Regions from separate parts of the Mus musculus genome. Here regions 1, 2 and 4 are each linked to region 3. The links are chromatin contacts, called in public HiChIP or PLAC-seq maps. All regions are on one chromosome and are shown on one strand. Each heading gives the region's core, a stretch centred on a gene start, on an enhancer-like site or on the middle of the called end of the contact. The rest is flanking DNA. Distances are from core to core; before and after follow the strand shown. Region 1 has its middle 33 kb from the start of A330035P11Rik. Region 2 has its middle 7.8 kb from the start of Timm8a2. Region 3 overlaps Ubac2 (ubiquitin associated domain containing 2). Region 4 has its middle 34 kb from the start of Dock9.

Region 1 (2,700 bases), core at 144-2,643, 170 kb before region 3:
CGCCGCCAGCATAGCCATCGTTTTTCCTGGGTAAAACCATCTGAGAGCGGCACGTTAGGGGCTGCCATGTTTTGATGCTTCACTCTGGCACTAGAAATCCATAAAATGGGGATTTATGAAACTCTCTCCAAATATAATAGAATTAGCTGGCTGACTTGTCCGAGTAAGTCCAATGTCAACTGCTTGCAAAATTATTAAGAGAAAATTATGACGGAACGCTTGGCTACCCTCAGATGGTCAAGGCAAAAGAAACTTCTAGATGAGGAGAAAAAGGCGTCCGCCAGGACAGTCACCGTCGTGTGTCCCAATGTCTCCATCTGCTTGAGTCAGATCAGTCACGTTGGGCACATCAAGAACACTCTGGTGTTTGCATTTGCCTTTGCATCGGGATGGAATGAGAGCTGGGGTAAGTGACGTCCACTCCTAGTTTTCTTCATCTCTTTGGAGCCAGGCTTGCTCCCACGCATGCGCATGTGGACATCAAAAGGCTCACGCCCAGAAATCTACCCCTGCCAGTTTCTCCTCTGCCCATATCCTGGCTGCACGCCCCCTCTCTTAGCACTGCTGTATTATTCATTTGAAAAGTCACACTCGTTTTACAAAGTGCCCTGGGACTGGGATGTCCCCACCCCCCACCCCACGATCCATTCTTGTTTGGATGACTCAGTCACTGGAGTTATGCCCCCAGAGTGCTAATAAGAACGCTGTACTCTTGGTACTGGGTAATAAGTACATCGGATCCTCTCTTGACCTTTAGAGAACACCGAGGGCTCTCTATTTGAAGAAAATAAAACCCACACTAGGTAGAGGAGAGGTCCTATCTAGCTCAAAGCTATTGGTGTCTGGTATGTTTTCAGAAACAAAGCTGGATTCATTTCAACGCTGCATCGGGCTGATTTACAGGCATTAGGGCAGACACTGATGGCTGCTAGCATGGATTCCTGGGACTACAAGCAGTCTCTCCACTCTCAGCAGTATAGAGATCTATAATCCCAGTAACTTAGAGAACAGGAGAATCGGGAGTTCCAGGTCACCCTCAGCTATGCAGCAAATTTGAGGCCACCCTGGGTTACATGAAACCATCTCAAAAAAAATGAAAAGCAAACATCTCCATTTAAAAACAAAACTTTTAGGGCTGAAGGTATGGCTCAGTGGATAGGGATGCTTGCTGCGCAAGCATAAAGACCTGGATTCAAACACTCTGTACCCTGCAGACAAAGTTCAGCACAGTTGAATGTGCCCGTAACTCCAGCATCAGGGTAGTGGAAATGAGAGGATCGCTTGATTTAATGTTGCTGGGTTCCCACCAGAGAAGGTCTCATGTACACAGTTATGAGCCAACCGAAAGTCTATTCTAGTCCGTTGGTGACTACACCTGGGTATTCGAGACCCAAGTGCAGTCTCAAGCCTTTCTCAGGGCCCACATCCTGGGTGGGAAGTCCCCAAGGTTCCCTGCCCACAGCTGCAAGCTAAGCAGATAGTTGCAAAAGCCAAAATACACAACTAGCTGATACTGAGGCCAGGCTGACCCCTGAAAAGAACCCACATCATAGCCTTGAATTTTTTTTTTAACTTCCTCCTAATGAGACAAAATGCATTTGAGGTATCAGGATGGACTCACCACAGTCAACTTGAAGTTCTCGTCACATTCTCTGCCAGCTCCACATGCATGGGTCAAATGGTAGACTCGTCCTGGGAAAGGACGGTTATAGTGTCCCCTGAGGACTACAAGTTTTACTGAACTGATTCCTTTTCTAGAATAGGTAGCCAGGTTGTTAAGGATACAAGGGCCAACAGCTAGGGCCTAGAGGGGGATTAAGGGGCAGGTGATGGAAGAGACCAGGGTGGTCAGCCAAGGTGATCAGGAAGATAGGGATTGATGGCAGTTATTGGACTCAATGTCTTTCCTTTTCCGTCTCCTTTATGTTATTTCTGACCATTGCTAGGCTTTCCCTGGTGTTTCTAGACCGATTAGCATAGAAGCAACAAGTTTCATAAGACCTCCCTGTTTCACAAAAAGGTTCAGCCCCCTCTAGGAGGCCTACCTCTAAAAGGGAGTGGACTTGACTCTCTAGTCTGGAAATACACTTCTCCAAATAACCTGGGTCTAAATCTACCTGGGAGCTTGAGTTCCCAACAATAATGGCTGAGGTGTACTAACTACACTAGGACCAGGACAAGAATCGGAGCTCATTTAACCCTTGTATGGGTTCTCCCTCTCTGTTACAAACACACATACCCAGGGATAACAGACCAGCCTACACAGAGTGGGAGTATAACTCCCCAGTGGGGGTGGGGAGGCACACTTAGTATAAGCAAGCTAGATATTCAGGGGCATCAAGGAATATGTAGTCCTCTAAGCTGGCATCTGTTTGCTGGATGTTTGAGAAAACGAGTATAAGGTGAGGAAGCAAGATTATACTGTGAAGATATGACATAGGTGCTGTTTCCTTGAGGGTCTCCTAAAGTAATCTAAGTTCTTTACACTCACGTCCGTAGAGTCTCACCCTGAGAGAATGTTTGGTTGGGCTCTACTCCTTATAGTAAGGTGGCAGTGGATCCAGACATAACCAGCAGTCCTGCCCTAGGCGGGACTAAGTTGGGAGTGTTTAAAGGGAAATGGATCTAGAGTAGAAGGAGGGGCTTCGACTGGAATGGGGCTGTCTTAATCACTGTCCTACTGCTGTGGAGAGACACATG
Region 2 (2,700 bases), core at 97-2,596, 140 kb before region 3:
AAGGCGTGCGCCATCACGCCCGGCCTTCCAAGGAACTGCTTATTAGCGTAACGTGTCCAGCATAAACCTATTTTGCAGTCAGTGCTAAAGGTGAGGTGTAAAAGCTGTGAGCCAATCACAGACTAGCAACTTCTCCTCAAAGGGACCCCAAAACTTTAGGTGGATAAACCTATTAAGCCAGGACCCACAGCCTCTGCCTAGCCTCTGCCTGGGTAATTCCTGACAGCAGGTATCCTGGCTGTCCTGCCTGTGCCCCACTAGGCAAATCTGTGCTTGCCTGCCTTGCAAACCCTTTTAAGAGGTGCTCTTCTAGGATGGACCATGTAGAGACTGCCATATCCAGGGATCCATCCCATAATTAGCCTCCAAACGATGACACCATTGCATACACTAGCAAGCATTTGCTGAAAGGACCCTGATATAGCTGTCTCTTGTGAGACTAGGCCGGGGCCTAGCAAACACAGAAGTGGATGCTCACAGTTGGATGGATCACAGGGCCCCCAATGGAGGAGCTAGAGAAAGTAACCAAGGAGCTAAAGGGATCTGCAACCCTATAGGTGGAACAACATTATGAACTAACCAGTACCCCGGAGCTCTTGACTCTAGCTGCATATGTATCAAAAGATGGCCTAGTCGGCCATCACTGGAAAGAGAGGCCCATTGGACACTCAAACTTTATATGCCCCAGTACAGGGGAACGCCAGGGCCAAAAAGTGGGAGTGGGTGGGTAGGGGAGTGGGGGGGAGGGTATGGGGGACTTTTGGGATAACATTGGAAATGTAATTGAGGAAAATACATAATAAAAAATATTAAAAAAAAAAAAGAGGTGCTCTTCTGGCAGGAATGATTTGCGTGGCTCTGAGTAAACAAACAGAAGTTTACCATCTTTCTAGAGAGCCCACTTCCTTCCCCACTCTCAACCAAGGCTTCCAGAGCAGTTTCTCAACTGACAGACTCTGGGCTCCTCTTAGGGAACGCCAGGACTTCCCAGATCTCTCCTGCACAACACACCGAAACCCCATTAATTTTTCTTTCCCTACTGTTGCTGCAAGTCCTCCTTCCAGGACAACGACATGGCACTCTGTATCTGTGGGCAACAAACTTGACTCTCAGCTCTGGTCAGACCAGGGTGTCGCTGCTTCATCTGCCTTCTGCTGCTCTCCGAGACAGCAAGGGGGCAGAAAACTCTAGGCAGGGATGACATCCTATAAAGTAGCTACAGGACAAAGGGGGAACTCTCCCTCCCTCCTTACAAGAAAATAAGTCCCCAGGGCTGAGTTTACCAACCAGCGGTTAAAGTGCCTGCCTTTACCATAAGCCCTACTCCTTAGGAGAGGAAATGTCAGGGTAGGCAGGGGGGTGGGGAGTTGGCCGCGTGTGTAGAGGGTGGGAATATTTTCAAACTCTGTCCTTTACGCAAAGATCACAAGATGCTAACAGATAAAGCAGAGTTGGTCCTTCATTAAATAGTGGGAAAAACCAAGATACCGTCAAGTTCTGAAACTAGACTATAAACCAGTGACAATAGAATACGGCTGAGTCATTTCTCCTCAGCCCAGAAAAGAAGAGAAATAAACCAACAACAGTAGAGCCCAGTATGCTATTCCCCACCTAAAACACATACCTAAGACCTGGGCCACACATCTGCCCTGCTACCTCAGCCCATTACACATCATCCAGCAAGGCACCAGACCCACGAGGGCGGGACTGGCGGGGCTTCTCCATGAGTGCTTGCCTTTCATTTCACACAGTGTGGGGTTCTGTCTTCCCAGCAGAGTCTCCACTAAGCACATAAGTGTGAGGGCCTGGGAAGGAATAGCCTGGCTTTTCACATGGGAAACCCAGTTTTTATGCCCAGAACCCTATGCCACCCCAATTCCACCTAAACCTCCCCCACCCCCAAATTTTACACAATAAACAAAGACCCGGGCAGCCAGTTCTCCCAGTCATCTGCCCTTCACACTCTTACCTGTACTCCTTTAAAGCCTCTTAGCCTCTCCTCTGGTCTCCACTTCATCCTGGAGATCAGGAGGTTTCCCTAATTTTAGCTGAGTCACCCAAGGTCCCAGTTGTTTTCTACTTTATTGATAACAAAACCACAGAGGCATTCAGATCTAGAGTTCGAGGATGGTCCCCCACAGACTCTAAAATCCCCCTCTCTTTGTGTGTCGGGTAAACACTGCATGTACTTTTTCTTAAAACGGAGTTCCAAGAATTGAACTCAGGATGTCCTACTTGCAAGGCAAGCACCTTACCAACTGAGCCATCTCCCAGCCCTGATGGTCTCTTTCTAAAATGATGGAAACCTGCAGTAAGTTAAAACAGGAAGTGCTGGAGAGATGGCTCTGTGGGTAAAAGCACACAGTGCTCTTGCAGAGGGCCTAAGTTTCAGTTCTTAAGCATCCACATGGAGTGGCTGCTGCAACTCCAGCCCCTGCAGAATCTGGGGACCCCTTCTGGCTTCCCCAGATACCTGCACTCACCTGCACATACTTAGACACAGAGATGCATACGTACTCATAGCTAAAAAGAAAAAAAAAAAACTAACAAGGAAAGCTTTAACACACTGCGAAGATGCTGTGGTTGTCTGAATGAGAAATGTTCCCCCATAAGCTCAGATACTTGTATACTTGTCACCCCTGGTGCCACTGTTTGCAGAGGTTGTGGAAGTACAATTCCCATTCTCATTCTCTCTCTCTT
Region 3 (2,700 bases), core at 63-2,562:
ATTGCCTTGCTCCTGGCACTCACTCCTTCCTGTACCAGGGCCTTGGGCACCTCTCCCCACCTCTCCAGAACGGTCTGCTCACGACCAGGGCCCACTGCACACACCTCCCTCAGGGCTTCACTCTGCTGTGCTAGTTTCACAGTGCTCGTTTAACCCGTCTCCATCATCGGACAGACTCTATGATGGCAGAAGGTTTCTCTGTCTGTTCCTTATTCTATCCCCACAGTTCAAACAACACCTGGTATTCAGTACCGTTGATGGTAAATAAACGAATCACAGTCTAACTCTCAAAATAACCCTCAAGGTGAGCACTACACAGAAGAAGTAAGTGACTTTGCATAACAACAAGGGCCTGAGCTTGGGCACTCAGGACAGGGAAGATGTGACAAAGCTGGCAGGCAGTTAGCTTTGGGATGTGCACAGCACCAAAGTGAAGGGCCTGGAGGGTGGGGCAGGGGGGCACACAAGATAGCATCATCAAGTTCCTGAACCACTTTTGGCACACCCTGTTCAGTCCAATGGATCGCTCAGAGAAGCTTCTATTAGCAATAGAAAGTAATTAACACAGACCTACAACTAGCCAAGCTTCAGAGAGTAAAAGATTATAGACTATTCAGCCCAAAAATGTATACCCTCCACCCACCAAGGCTCAGAGATCACTGAGGAAGAGGGGGGCGGAAAGAGTGTGAAAGCAGAGGTGGTGACGGTGACTGGGAAAGCACACACACACACCCAACCCCCCCACTCCCCCCATCCCCGCTGTCTGCATGAACTCAGCAAGCCCCAAGGACCTGCTCTCAGGAGTATAGAGCACACAGTCCCACCCCTAACAGCAAAGCTGCTGACAACTGTGAGCTGTGGAGAGAAGAGCATTTTCTCTGGGAATACAGCCCCAAGTACACTGATCACACTCTAGGAGAAAACCATATATCCAAGAATATTTTGGCAGCACAAATTATCTTGAGGGTTTTGGTGTTTGTAAAAGGTCACAGAGCTAGGTGGGCAAAGAAAAGGTCTGGGAAAAGTTGAGAGGTGATTTTGACCAAAATGTATTGTACAAAACTCTCAAAGAACTAGCAACTTTTTTTATCCGGTTGGCTCCCAGCAAATGTGACAGATCAGCAAGGACTTTGTGAGAAGCCTGGCAAATGCACCTGGTAGAGTTACATTTGTACCAACAGTCTAGACGACTGAGGTGTCGGTGGGGTGGAAAGAGCCTTACTGGAGAAATGAAGAAGCAAGCATAATCAGAAGCTTACACCACGTGGCACTCCAGGAAGACTGAGTGAGCTCTGAGGTTGAGCATACAGAGAAGATGCACAAGAAGAATCTCACAGCAGCCTAGCAAGCAACCAACCAGCGGAATTACAAGTCAAACCCCGGCAATCTGATCCTACCACGACCACATCCTACATTTCACTGCCATGCAGCACCACAGTCCTGCTGTCGGTTACGAGAAAGACACATAGACGGTCACGAGAAGCACTAACAGGGGCTAGAGAGATGCCTCGGTGGTTAAGAGCACTGGCTGCTCCTCCAAAGGCCCGGGGTTCAATTCCCAGCACCCACATGGCAGTTCGCAGCTATCTATAACTCCAGTTCCAGGGGATCTGATGCCCTCACACATAGCATACAAGCAGGCAGAACACTAGTAGTGTCAAATAAAACATTAAATAAATAAATAAGCACTAACGAATCACAGCGGTGCCTTGTCCATAACAAGCACATGCAACTTCGAATGGAGACAGCAGAACAGTGTGGTGCACACTTACTACATGCTGAAATGATCAAAACTAAGACGTGTAACTGTGTGTTAATGTGAAACCACCCCCAAAGGCTACTGAAAGCCTGGTCTGAGAGCAGCATGGTGTGGTCAGTGCCTGGATGGCACTGGGACTAAACATCACTGGGTTAACTCAGAGGCAAATGGCCTGCTGTAGAACTGTGCTTCTCCAAGTGTCCTCCTCCATCTCTTCTCTCCCTCTTCCCCTTCCCTTCTTCTTCCCCTTCCCCTCCACCCTCTGTGGCAACCAACACAGCCTCTCTCTCCATTCTTCCACCCACCCATGAAGCAACCCTCTCCATCATACACCCTCACCACCACGGTACCCTGCCTCACACAGCCCTACAGGAGAGCATTTCTAAAGCCATGATCTGAAGCAAATCTTTCCTCTCTGAAATTGTTCTTCCCAGGCACCTGTCACTATGGTAGAAAGCTCAAACGCATTCTCATTCATATTCTCTCTCTCTCCCTCTCTCTCTCTCTCTCTCACACACACACACACACACACACACTCACACACACTTTCTCACATTCTCTCCTCTCTCTCACACACACACACACATGCACTCACACACACTTTCTCACATTCTCTCCTCTCTCTCACATACACACACATGCACTCACACACACTTTCTCACATTCTCTCCTCTCTCTCACATACACACACTTTCTCTCTCACATTCTCTCTCCTCTTTCTCTCTCTCTCTCTCTCTCTCCCTCTCTCTCTCTCACACACACACACACACTCACACACACTTTCTCACATTCCTCTCTCTCTCACACACACACATGCACTCACACACACACTTTCTCACATTCTCTCTCTCACATACACACACTTTCTCTCTCACATTCTCTCTCTCTCACATACACACACTTTCTCATATTCTCTCTCCTTTCTCTCTCTCTCTCTCTCT
Region 4 (2,700 bases), core at 23-2,522, 170 kb after region 3:
TTTGTCCTGATTGCTTGTTCTTGCTGGACAAGCGGCAGCCCTGGAGATGCTCACATCCAGGCTGCTGTAGCTGATGTGAGGGTGGCACATAGGTTGTCTGGCAGGAGGCCAGTCCATCTAAACCTTCCACTGCAGGGAAAGCTCGTAAGCTGAAGCAGACATTGCCAGTTCCACTTTCTTCCTCTGAGAAAGTCCCATTCTGCTCAAGGCCAGCACTGTCAAGTTTGACTTCCTTTCTGTAGTTGTGGGAGAAGTAAACACCTCTTGTGTTGCTGTGTGTGATATATTGTGTTTCTGCTGATCATAGCTGAGGGAAAGAGAGGCTGGTCAGTTAGAACCGGATTGCTGCTGCATACCGGGAGTAAGGGCACAAAGGAAGAAAAAAAAAACGACTAGTCTTCAATTTTTCTTGGTGTGTGTGTGTGTGTGTGTGTGTGCACGCTCGCGTGAACACGTGCGTGTGTGTACCTGTGTGTACATGTACTTCTGCTGCACACATGGAGGCTAGAGGAAATCTTTGGTGCCATTCTCAGGAACACTGTACACTTCATTTGAGACAGGTTCTCTCCTTGGCCCAGAGCTCACTGCTAAGGCCAGACTGGCCAGCGAGCCTGTCTCTAACCCCTCAGTGCTAATTACAAGTGCACCTGCCATTTTTATGTGGTTCTTAGGGATTGAACTCAGGTCCTACTTGAAGGGCCTTTGTTGACTGAGCCGTCTCTCCAGACCCTTGAGTTTCTTTCATTATGTATATCATTTATTATCATGTTATTTATATCCCATTATCATACTGGGATAATGCAACTCTTTATTTTGCTCATTGTAAATTTAATATTTTAGTTTTTGTCCCTACTACCTTAAAATTGAAGTTTTTTTCATGGTTAAACTAGTATAGAATTTAGCCTTTCATAGCATCAAGATTTTTCTGAGTACTTAACTTCCTTCAGACTTGGTCCTTTCTAGTTCTTACAAAAACCATTGACTGTGAAGGTCTTTTGACTTGTATGCTAATTAACAGCCATTTGACATTGGATACTGTTCGAAGAGCACAGAATAGATGACACCCTTCTCTTTTGTGTCTGTATATATCTTTGGGATGGGGTGCATTGAACTAGGGGGCAGGCAGAAGGTGTAAATGCAAAATGGTGGTGTGTTAAAGAGCTTGAGGCATTTGGGAAGAGTAAAAGCTGGGCTTTGTTGTAATTGTTCTTCAGTAATACCCTCTGCCTGCCTTGCTGCATCTGGTGGGAGGAGCCTCGTGGCTTTCCGGTGTTGGGGCACCCACCAACGCCTCAGCACTGCCTGCAAGGTTCCAGCGCTCGCTGCAGGACCTTGGCTGTGGATAGTTTGTTTTCCGTGTTCCTTCAGTGCCTTTCCTCATGATGCTCAGTGGATTCAACTCTCTGTTTAGATCACTGCAGTGAGTTGGGCTGATGTTTTCGAGGCGCAGTTGGCTCTCAGTCTGAGTTTCCCCCTGCATCTTAGCTGTGGGTACTCTGCTGTGTAGTTGCAACTGCTTGGCCATGCAGCCTTCATTCAGCAGAGAAAGAGGGGGCAGGACCTGTCTGCTGCAGAGGAGGAAAGGGCGGGACCTGCTTACTACAGAGGAGGAGGGGGCGGGACCTGTTTACTACAGAGGAGGAGGGGCTGGACCTATCAACTACAGAGGAGGAGGGATATGACCTGTCTGCAGAGGAGGAGGGGGCGGGATCTATCAACTGTAGAGGAAGACGGGGAGGGGCTTATTTATTTCAGAAAAAGATGAGGCAGGAACTGTCTGCAGTGGAGGAGGGGCGGGTCCTAACAAACTGCAGAGGAAGAAGGGAGGGGTGGGACTTGTCTGTTGGAGAAGAGGTGGGGATGGGACCTGTCTGCTGCAGAGGAAGAAGGGCAGAACCTGCCTGCTGCAGAGTGGGGAGAGGGCGGGGCCTGTCTACTGCAGAGGAAGACCTGCTCCAAGGCTTCATCAGTATGCACCATTTTACTTAACAGTGAGATTTATTTATTTTAGCACTCATTAAACTATAACAGGCAGAAAACACTGATTGTGGAAATTGAGAGCCTTATGTCCACTGTACAGAGAAAACGATTGGTATAAATATCTCAAGACAAAATATTTCAGGGTATCATCCATATATATAGATCACAGATATGCTCATTAAAAAAAGCATTGATGTTAGTAGGGTCTCAATTGTGTCTTTCTCTGCCCCACCAGATTCATATACCTGTTCTGTGCCTTTGCCACCAGAGCCAGCTCTATCGTGTTGCCCAGGCAAGGTGTAGGGCTCCCTCTCCAGAGTTCTGCAGCTAGAAAGGAGCAGGGCCACCTCTCTGGCTCTTGACCTTGGAGGATGTTCACCCGCCTGCTGCAGGCATTGAGGGGTGAGGTGGGGGGAGAGCTTCTCTTCCCTGCCCCTACCACCCTACAGCAGATGAGAGGCGGGGTCAGCTTCCCACTCTCACACCCTCTGGTCAGCCCACCCACTCCCCTGCAGTCAGGGTCAGCTCTACTGTGTTACCCAGGCAAGGGGTGGGGCCATATCAGCACAGTGCCTCAGGCAGCCATCCAGACCAAGGATATCTGCATGGGCTTTGATCTCAACTGCCATAAGACCTTGGACCTAGATTTACACCCCCCCCCCCCCCGACCCCCACCCCTGCAGCAGCATGGCCCTCAGATATCCCACATAGTCTCTGGTG

Evidence for each region. HiChIP or PLAC-seq counts read pairs in DNA pulled down with a chosen protein or histone mark.
Region 1: a contact with region 3 is called in a BATF HiChIP or PLAC-seq map of CD8 T cells, with 9 read pairs. The contact joins two enhancer-like sites. A contact is called at or near these places in 1 of 15 datasets of contacts at CTCF or cohesin (CD8 T cells), 2 of 484 Hi-C or Micro-C datasets (CD4 T cells and bone marrow-derived macrophages), 12 of 115 datasets of contacts at active chromatin or transcription factors (CD4 single positive thymocytes, CD8 T cells, the HPC-7 cell line and 9 more) and 1 of 9 other capture datasets (embryonic stem cells).
Region 2: a BATF HiChIP or PLAC-seq map of CD8 T cells shows a contact between it and region 3, with 10 read pairs. The contact joins two enhancer-like sites. A contact is called at or near these places in 2 of 39 promoter capture datasets (the C10 cell line and epiblast stem cells), 1 of 15 datasets of contacts at CTCF or cohesin (CD8 T cells), 2 of 484 Hi-C or Micro-C datasets (CD4 T cells and embryonic stem cells), 3 of 115 datasets of contacts at active chromatin or transcription factors (CD8 T cells, intestinal villus epithelium and stem cell-derived neural progenitor cells) and 3 of 9 other capture datasets (adipose tissue, liver and pancreatic islet).
Region 4: a BATF HiChIP or PLAC-seq map of CD8 T cells shows a contact between it and region 3, with 6 read pairs. The contact joins two enhancer-like sites. A contact is called at or near these places in 2 of 115 datasets of contacts at active chromatin or transcription factors (CD8 T cells and embryonic stem cells) and 1 of 9 other capture datasets (adipose tissue).

The regions. Positions count from the first base shown.
Region 1 is chr14:122,072,369-122,075,068 of GRCm38.p6, reverse strand. No RefSeq gene overlaps it. Among named protein-coding and RNA genes, the nearest start is that of A330035P11Rik, 33 kb to the left of the region's middle. Within about 2 kb of position 1,393, at least 66 of the 459 cell types and tissues checked have an H3K27ac peak or open chromatin away from gene starts, as enhancers often do. A contact at or near this core is called in CD8 T cells and T-cell acute lymphoblastic leukemia, where this site is marked.
Region 2 is chr14:122,041,112-122,043,811 of GRCm38.p6, reverse strand. No RefSeq gene overlaps it. Among named protein-coding and RNA genes, the nearest start is that of Timm8a2, 7.8 kb to the right of the region's middle. Within about 2 kb of position 1,346, at least 30 of the 459 cell types and tissues checked have an H3K27ac peak or open chromatin away from gene starts, as enhancers often do. A contact at or near this core is called in CD8 T cells, where this site is marked.
Region 3 is chr14:121,897,338-121,900,037 of GRCm38.p6, reverse strand. All of the region lies in intron 1 of Ubac2 (ubiquitin associated domain containing 2), which reads right to left. Among named protein-coding and RNA genes, the nearest start is that of Gm46485, 15 kb to the left of the region's middle. Within about 2 kb of position 1,312, at least 47 of the 459 cell types and tissues checked have an H3K27ac peak or open chromatin away from gene starts, as enhancers often do. A contact at or near this core is called in CD8 T cells and T-cell acute lymphoblastic leukemia, where this site is marked.
Region 4 is chr14:121,730,948-121,733,647 of GRCm38.p6, reverse strand. It overlaps a transcript of Dock9 not described here. Among named protein-coding and RNA genes, the nearest start is that of Dock9, 34 kb to the right of the region's middle. Within about 2 kb of position 1,272, at least 116 of the 459 cell types and tissues checked have an H3K27ac peak or open chromatin away from gene starts, as enhancers often do. A contact at or near this core is called in CD8 T cells, where this site is marked.